2 separate regions of the Gasterosteus aculeatus genome follow, and region 2 is linked to region 1. Evidence: chromatin contacts called from public Hi-C data. All regions are on one chromosome and are shown on one strand. Each heading gives the region's core, a stretch centred on a gene start, on an enhancer-like site or on the middle of the called end of the contact. The rest is flanking DNA. Distances are from core to core; before and after follow the strand shown. Region 1 holds the start of LOC120816439 (forkhead box C1-A). Region 2 has its middle 12 kb from the start of rps8a.

Evidence for each region. Hi-C and Micro-C count contacts between places; a contact is called where the count stands out from the background.
Region 2: a contact with region 1 is called in a Hi-C map of skeletal muscle, with 6 times the contacts expected there. The contact joins the enhancer-like site here to the promoter of LOC120816439 in region 1. A contact is called at or near these places in 4 of 6 Hi-C or Micro-C datasets (skeletal muscle, tail fin and whole body).

The regions. Positions count from the first base shown.
Region 1 is chr3:11,577,753-11,581,642 of fGasAcu3.hap1.1, forward strand. LOC120816439 (forkhead box C1-A) reads left to right here and starts at 1,935. Exons shown (of 1, transcript XM_040172042.2): 1 at 1,935-3,890. The coding sequence starts at 2,229. The coding sequence ends at 3,638.
Region 2 is chr3:11,688,003-11,691,834 of fGasAcu3.hap1.1, forward strand. No RefSeq gene overlaps it. Among protein-coding and RNA genes, the nearest start is that of rps8a, 12 kb to the right of the region's middle. Within about 2 kb of position 1,514, at least 1 of the 9 cell types and tissues checked has open chromatin away from gene starts, as enhancers often do.

The DNA of each region.
Region 1 (3,890 bases), core at 685-3,184:
TATAGATACACGCTAAATAGTTAATAGCTCACCAGCAATATTCATCTCAGTAGTATAGAGACGCACATATTTCTTGGAAAGGGAAACGTCTGATTTAGTGATGTTTTAGTGACATCATTACCTATATATAGTTATATTGTTTATAGCTGAGGAACCTACGAGTATCTTGGGCGTTTTTTAATGCACTCATCACATGGGTTCATCAATCGTCTTACAAAATGTTTGGTGGCCACTAAACAATGGACTTTATGACGGTTTCAAATGACTCAAATCACAGTGTAGGCTGGGAGCAACTAAGGATTTCTAACTTTTCCTTTGTGACCACTAGAGGGAGCCAACCTCCTATTTTTGAAGAGACTTTAGTAGCAATGGCAGCTAACAGTGCTTTTTAACAACAACGACGTCAAGGAGTCTCACCCACCTAGCTGCTCTACCTCCCTCTCTCTCTCTCTCTCTCTCTCTCTCTCTCTCTCTCTCTCTCTCTCTCTCTCTCTCTCTCTCTCTCTCTCTCTCTCTCTCTCTGTCTCGCTCATCCCGTTAATTGTTTTTATGGGACCATCCATTTGATTTAATTCACAGCCAACGGCCTCATGTACCATCTATAATAAACTAAATAGTTATGTTAATGCTGTTTTTTTAACACCTATAGTCTATTGTTTGTGGAAAACACAAAATTCACAATGGGGGAAGATTAAGAGGAACAAAATAATTAACACTATAATTGAATTGTAGAATCAATTATATTACTTTACAACCACGACGGTGTCTTCATTATATTAGACAAAAAAACCAAACAAATCAACATACTCCCAACGTTGTTTGCTTTATTTGTTTCTTTATTATCTATCGTGTTCTTCGACGCTCAAATCAAATAAAGGAACCTTTCAGTAGAACTGGGTGGGCAGGCCGGCGCATTAAGTAAAAAAGCCCGTGGTGAATTGTGTAAACAGCCCGGGGCGGAGGAAAAAGTTCATGCCCGGGTCCATGTAAGGAGAAACCGGCGGAGCAGCAGGCCACTGCACGGACATTTAATTAATAGGACCTGCAGAGGATTATGTCGATATTAGGACTGTAACTTTGCCTCGCAGTGGCCATTAACAATTTCATGCGCAGTCGCCTTTACAGCAGGCCACGCGGAGGCCTTCAGGGTCGGCTTCTGCCAATCTTTGATCACGATCTTCTTTTATTTCAAACCACAGCTTCGCGATAATAACCATACGGCATTCCGTAAAACACCCGATAAATCCCTGGGGACGTTTTTTTATTTATTTATTTATTTTTAACGAATGGAGTTCCTTGTGTGTGAATCACGAGGAGGTCACAATTCTCGATAAGGCCCCGGCAGATATTCAAACCCTTTTCGTGTGAGGTGTCACCCTCCTCCCGTTTGGTTCGCTGGTGTTGAGTAAACTCTCACACCTCAGGCCACTCGCGGACCAAACCGTCCTTTAATTCCCGTTGTAATGAGAGCTCACTTCGCCGCCCACTTCCCAGCGACGCGTCCCTCCGGCCCGCTTTCATCTCCCGGTCACCTGCTTGCCGGCGTTGGGTCCTTTTAACCAACACGATGCATTTATTGTGACCGTAAAACGGGAGGCAAACGACACATATTAGCGTACTGGTGCCAGTATATGTTCTATTATTACAAACGAGAAAGCATAACATATAAAAAGTTAAATGGCCTTTCGTAAATTGTTATTTTTTCGTTGCTTTGGGGAGATTTGCAAATAAATCCAATGCTGTAACATTATGATGTGTTACAAAGTGCGCGGTTGTGAGTTCGTCTCTCACTTTCTGAGGGTCTCGGCGGCAGAAGGCTGGCAGTTACCGACACCCCCCCACCTCCCTCCTCCCTCCTCCTTAAACGCCCCCAAGTGCGTCCCGAGAGCCGCCCCCCCCCCCCCCCCCCCCCCCCCTCGCTTCCCATTGGACGTCTCGCGCACTCTTCTGGGAGGAGCTTCGCTGGCACCAAAAAGGAGGAAAGAAACTGCCCCAAAAAGTCCTGCGTGGTGACGGATGTCCAAAGTTCAGAACTTTTTTAATTTGACTCCCATAGAGACGCGGGGATGGGGACGGCTTGAACGGCGGCTGAGATCCAGTTTCGTTCTTCTCCTTCTTCTTCTTTTTAAACTGAGCAGCGCGGAACTGTGATTTTGGGAGGAGGAACAAGTGGAGCTCTCTCCGTCTCTTGCGTATTTCTGGAGCTTTTATTTCCAAGCCCGAAGACAATGCAGGCTCGCTACTCCGTCTCCAGCCCCAACTCCCTCGGCGTCGTGCCCTACATCAGCAGCGACCCGAGCTACTACCGGGCCGCGGCCGGCGGGGGGTACACCGGGATGCCCGCGCCCATGAACATGTACTCCCACGCGGCCCATGACCAGTACCCCGCCAGCATGGCCCGGGCGTATGGACCGTACACCCCCCAACCCCAGCCCAAGGATATGGTCAAACCCCCTTATAGCTACATCGCGCTCATCACCATGGCTATCCAGAACTCGCCCGACAAGAAGGTGACCCTCAACGGGATTTACCAGTTTATCATGGAGAGGTTTCCATTTTACAGAGACAACAAGCAGGGCTGGCAGAACAGCATCAGGCACAATCTGTCGCTGAACGAGTGCTTCGTCAAGGTGCCCCGTGACGATAAGAAGCCCGGCAAGGGCAGCTACTGGACCCTGGACCCGGACTCTTACAACATGTTCGAAAACGGGAGCTTCCTGAGGAGGAGACGGCGGTTCAAAAAGAAGGACGTCGTGAAAGAGAAAGAAGAGCGGCTGCAGAAGGACATGCCGCCGAGGGGGCAAGGCCGCGAGCAGGAGCAGCCGGTGCAGGGCTCCAAGCCCGTGAGGATCCAGGATATTAAGACCGAGAACGGGACGGTCACGCCGCCGCAGTCCGACTCGCCCTCTTTGAGCGCGGTGCCCAAAATCGAGAGCCCGGACAGCAGCAGCAGCATGTCCAGCGGGAGCCCTCACAGCATCCCCTCCAACAGGTCCATCGGCATGGACGGCTCGGAGCACCACCAGCACCACGGGCAGGCCTCGACGCAGGGCTTCAGCGTGGACAACATCATGACGTCCCTCCGGGGGTCTCCGCAAGGTGCCACGGAGCTGGCCCCCAGCCTCAACGGCTCCGGCAGGACGGGTATAGCACCGGCTTTGTCCTTAAACTATTCTCCGAATCAGACGTCTGTCTATAGCTCACCGTGCAACCAGAGCGCCATGTCCACTACCTCCAACGGCACCTATCATTGCAACATGCAGGCCATGAGTTTGTACGCCGGGGACAGGTCTAGCCACTTGGCGCCGAGCACCTCCGTGGACGAAACGTTGCCAGATTACTCGGTGACCACCACCTCATCTCCCATGAGCCACGCTAATCTGAACTCGGTGCAGGAGGGCCACCATCCCCACCAAGGGAGGCTGACCTCATGGTACGGAGACCTGGGCCACTTGGGCGCAGCGTACCCGGCGCAGCAGCAGAACTTTCATTCGGTCAGAGAGATGTTTGAATCCCAAAGAATTGGCTTGAATAATTCACCGGTGAATGGGAATAACAGCTGTCAGATGTCGTTTCCACCGAGCCAACCCATCTATCGCACTTCGGGAGCGTTTGTGTATGACTGCAGCAAGTTCTGACCAAAAAAAATACAAAAAAATACAAATAGAAGAACAAATAGGCTCGTAATTTTCCTCACGGTGTTTGAACTCTTCCAAGTAAAATCTAACGTGTCCTCAAGCCCGCTCTCCTGCCGACACCATATGGACTAATATGAGACAGAACAACCCCCCCCCGAAAAAAAACAGAAAGACTCTGTTTTTTGCTCTCTAAACAACAGTGTTACTGCAAATAACACGTAAGTCTCTCTTCGCTTTTGTGACTTTCTGTGA
Region 2 (3,832 bases), core at 264-2,763, 110 kb after region 1:
AACAATTGCGATTAAAAATGGTGCTGGTTCAAAATGTGCAAAGATGAAAGGTTGGCAAAGAAGCAGAGTTGAAGGCACGGTGGTGGCGGCCTGAGGTGGATGTGGAGGTATACGTGGCACACGATGTCACAGCCAGCAAACCTCAAGAGTGACAAGCAGAGTCGGCAGAGGTGAGCTCTCCACGCTCGGATTCCACAGGTCCTGTCATCACCTCCGCCTTGTTTAGTCTAAATGTCACTGTGTATCAGCTCACCGTAACACATAAATATTCCTCTTTTTCCCCTGGAGACAAAGGAGGAGACGGTGCACGGAAAAACCACATCTAGAAGCAAGCTATAAGAGATATTTATACGTTTAATGTAATATTCTTTCTTTTCAGATTTTACCCTTTAGGAGATTCCTTTTCATTTCAACAAATAAACTAAATGTTTCATATATAACTTTCAATTTGCAGAGGCAATTCGGAGATAAATGCTATTTTCCTTCGCCTTTATTATCTTTTAAATGAGAGGTTTTGTCTTTATAGGTGACACACAAACTTTCTGTGATACAAAAACAGTTTTTAAAACTCATTCGTTTGTGATCTTCACCATTTTTTTCCCGTTCCAAAGAAGTTGTTTACATGATTGCTTCGCACCATGTACGGCCATCGGTGTGGCCATCAGTGCAGTGATAATAAGTTATTACCTTTTTGAATGATGGCCAAAATGACAAAACTATGACCCAAATTGGACATGAAAAGATGTTCCTTCTCATGTCATCATGGCGGCCAGCAGCTCAGTAAGGCCCTGAAACAGCAATCACATCCCTCCTCATTTGGTGACACTGTTACCTACTCACAGTGTTTCTGTACCATTCGGACAGTGTAACCAATAAATGCTGACAACTTTGGTTGAATATATTGCACCATTATCTATATTTTTTTTCTGTTATGCATGGAATTTGATTGATTGATGGCCGGACCCACTTAGTACTGCATACACGTTATAAACAGGTATAGCAACTGCTTCCAACACTTAGATGTTTCTATGTCGGTTCACTTGATGATATAACATATCCTTTTTTCAAATAGAAAATTATTCTTATTTCGTCAGGTTTTATGTTATTTGATCCATATCTCATTAAAAGGAATATCAGTCTTTTGTAAGGCATTCGTTAGACCACAGACATGTAATATATGACCGCGTGCCTTTACCAAGGTGTCCTAATGAATGCTATATGGGTTGCTTTTCTTTTGCACACTTGTTTTACAAAAGAAGAAGAACTTGGTGACTCTGGAATTGAAGTGCAAAGTTGACGCCTGGAGCTCCAGGGACCAGCAGTGCAGTAAGGGCTTCAGGCTCAGTGATATCCTGTCCCTTTTATTAAACTTCACATGTTTAATAAACACCCACTTACGACATGTCATAGAGGCACCACCCTCTGGCGGGAGACTTCAACTACACTCAGGACCTCATATCACAGTGTATTGTGAGTCTTTCGTGAACTTGTCTCGGATGATTCCTGCTTCTTCGGCCCTGCACGATAAAAGAAAGCTGTATACTCAACACAAACAGATGGAGCTCCGGGCCACACACCATCACCTTCAGCGTGCTCACACGGACCACCATCGTCCATCTCCCCACTTTCTCACACTCTTTCTCGCCCTACCATGTTTAGAGCCAAAGCTCGGGACTAATTGAATAAGCAGCGACCCTGTGGACCGCCTCTCTGAGGGATTAGGATATGATCTCAAAAGAGCGCTCCTCAGAGGGCAAACACAGCCAATTTAGAGCCATTTCATGCTCTGCACTCCAGCGCACGAGAGGCCGGCATGAAGGCCACACACAAACACGCACGCACACACATACACACACACACACACACACAAGAGAAAAGTAATTCATGGCCTCGCAAATCAAGCATGCTTCGAATTCTGGTCTTTCTCTTATGAAACACAGCTGTTTTCTTTTTGTCCCGCCAAATAGGACATTAATTATATTCCACATGTTCATATGATAGCAGTTAAACAGTAATTATTACAAAAAAAACATCTCATATCACAGTTTGAGGAAAGAATAGACCCCTCTATAGATTTTGCCCCACTGGTTTGACCCCTCCATCTCTGTTTTAGCAAATGAATTGTGTTAATCCTGTTTTTAATGACGCATGCTTCCACTATGTTTATTAAAGTACCAATTGTGGACTTTTTCTTGCAATTATTGAAAGCAAAAGGGTCTAATTTACAGTCAAGAATTCCTGGTGATCTAAAGCATATATGAACTTTTTTTTTTATATTTTTGTCCAGTTTACATAGCATTTGTGTTGTTAAGTTACTATTATTATTCATGACAACTCTTTATAAAATCCTCATCTTTCATTGTTGCAAAATGTGTTAAATGCTGTTTTTATAAATATTTATTCTTAAATGTATCATAGATACATGACAGTTTATTCTTTGTACCATGGCTGTTTTGGGGTTTTCCCTGTCTTTCTTAAATATGAAATTCATAAACTTTCACATCACTTAAAACACCAATTCTAGGGGCTCCGGGGTTCAGATGAAGCAACTCAAACAGTGTGTGTTTTATTACATGCCTCAGTTATCCCGGAAAGGGGAAGCACATGTCTCGGTGAAACACGATCGAATACAGATTATCTGTGGATATTCTGCTCTGCTCTAACCCTCACATAAAATGAATCATAAAAAAGTCGGTCCCAATTCAGTGTACGTTATTTGTAGTTGTCTTCTTCAGAGAGCGACCATGGCTGTAGTTTATGTCCGCCTCTCTTTTTCCAGCTGCCTAATAGGACTGTGGCTTCCCCCCTGGCAGAACGAGAAGTATGCCATTAGTTCACCAGGCCTGCCGATGCTGTCAAAATACCAGTGAGGAGGAGATCTATTAGATACCTATATTTCCTAATAGAACAGCCCCCATCTCTGCCTTTCCCCTTGGCACACTGAATCAGGAGACAAAACCCAGATGACTGGTTTTGAATCTATGAAAACATGCACTAAGTACACTGCTTTGGATGTGGATTCTAAAAGAAAATAATGAAAAGCCACTAGTGGAAAAAAAAGGAAAAAACGCTTAAATTGAGAAGACACAGTTCGCTGTCGTGGGGAGCTCCAATGCCGACTGCACGTTTTAGTTTTCTCTTCTTCTTTTCCTGTTGATTTTATCACTTTGGGCGCCTTTTTGCAGAAACCTCATCAAAGGGGGACGGTTGCAAGAATTGAACTTTACCTTCTTCCTGTCCCACAAACAAAGTTAATAATTTGTCAGTGCCAGTCGCAAATCCTGCGTGCGATCTCACCTCATCTATCTTCGTCATGGGATTCAGAAATAGTTGGAAGCCTTCTATGGTATTTAGTACTGAGATTGAGTTCCACAATGAAGCGAGCCTGATTCCTTAAGTAGCAGAAGGAATGGTGCAAGAAAGATTTGTAATAAAACCCCGCTCAGGTAAATTACTTTTCAACCTGTCATCACCCGCAAGGGTAATATTATTGGAAACAGGCGGTGTGTATAACATGTGGATATTGGCAACTCCTCTCATGGTCCCTTTAGACTTGGGCACCGGTGAATTCCACTCTTCTTTTTGAATTATCTTTAAACTTGGATTTGGCGGACAAGTTGATGTCTTTTTCTTTCCACTGCAAATTATTTATTAGCTCAGCCGTTTTGGAATGAACTTTACATTGCAATTTTTGTCATCTTAAAGTTCTCTGTTGTCTGTGTTGGAGGAAATACTAATTACACTCACCTATTCATTTTGATGTTATTTTTAACTTTAACTAACAATGGTTATTCAAAGCAAATAAACAAGCTTAAGTTTTACTCTAAAACAT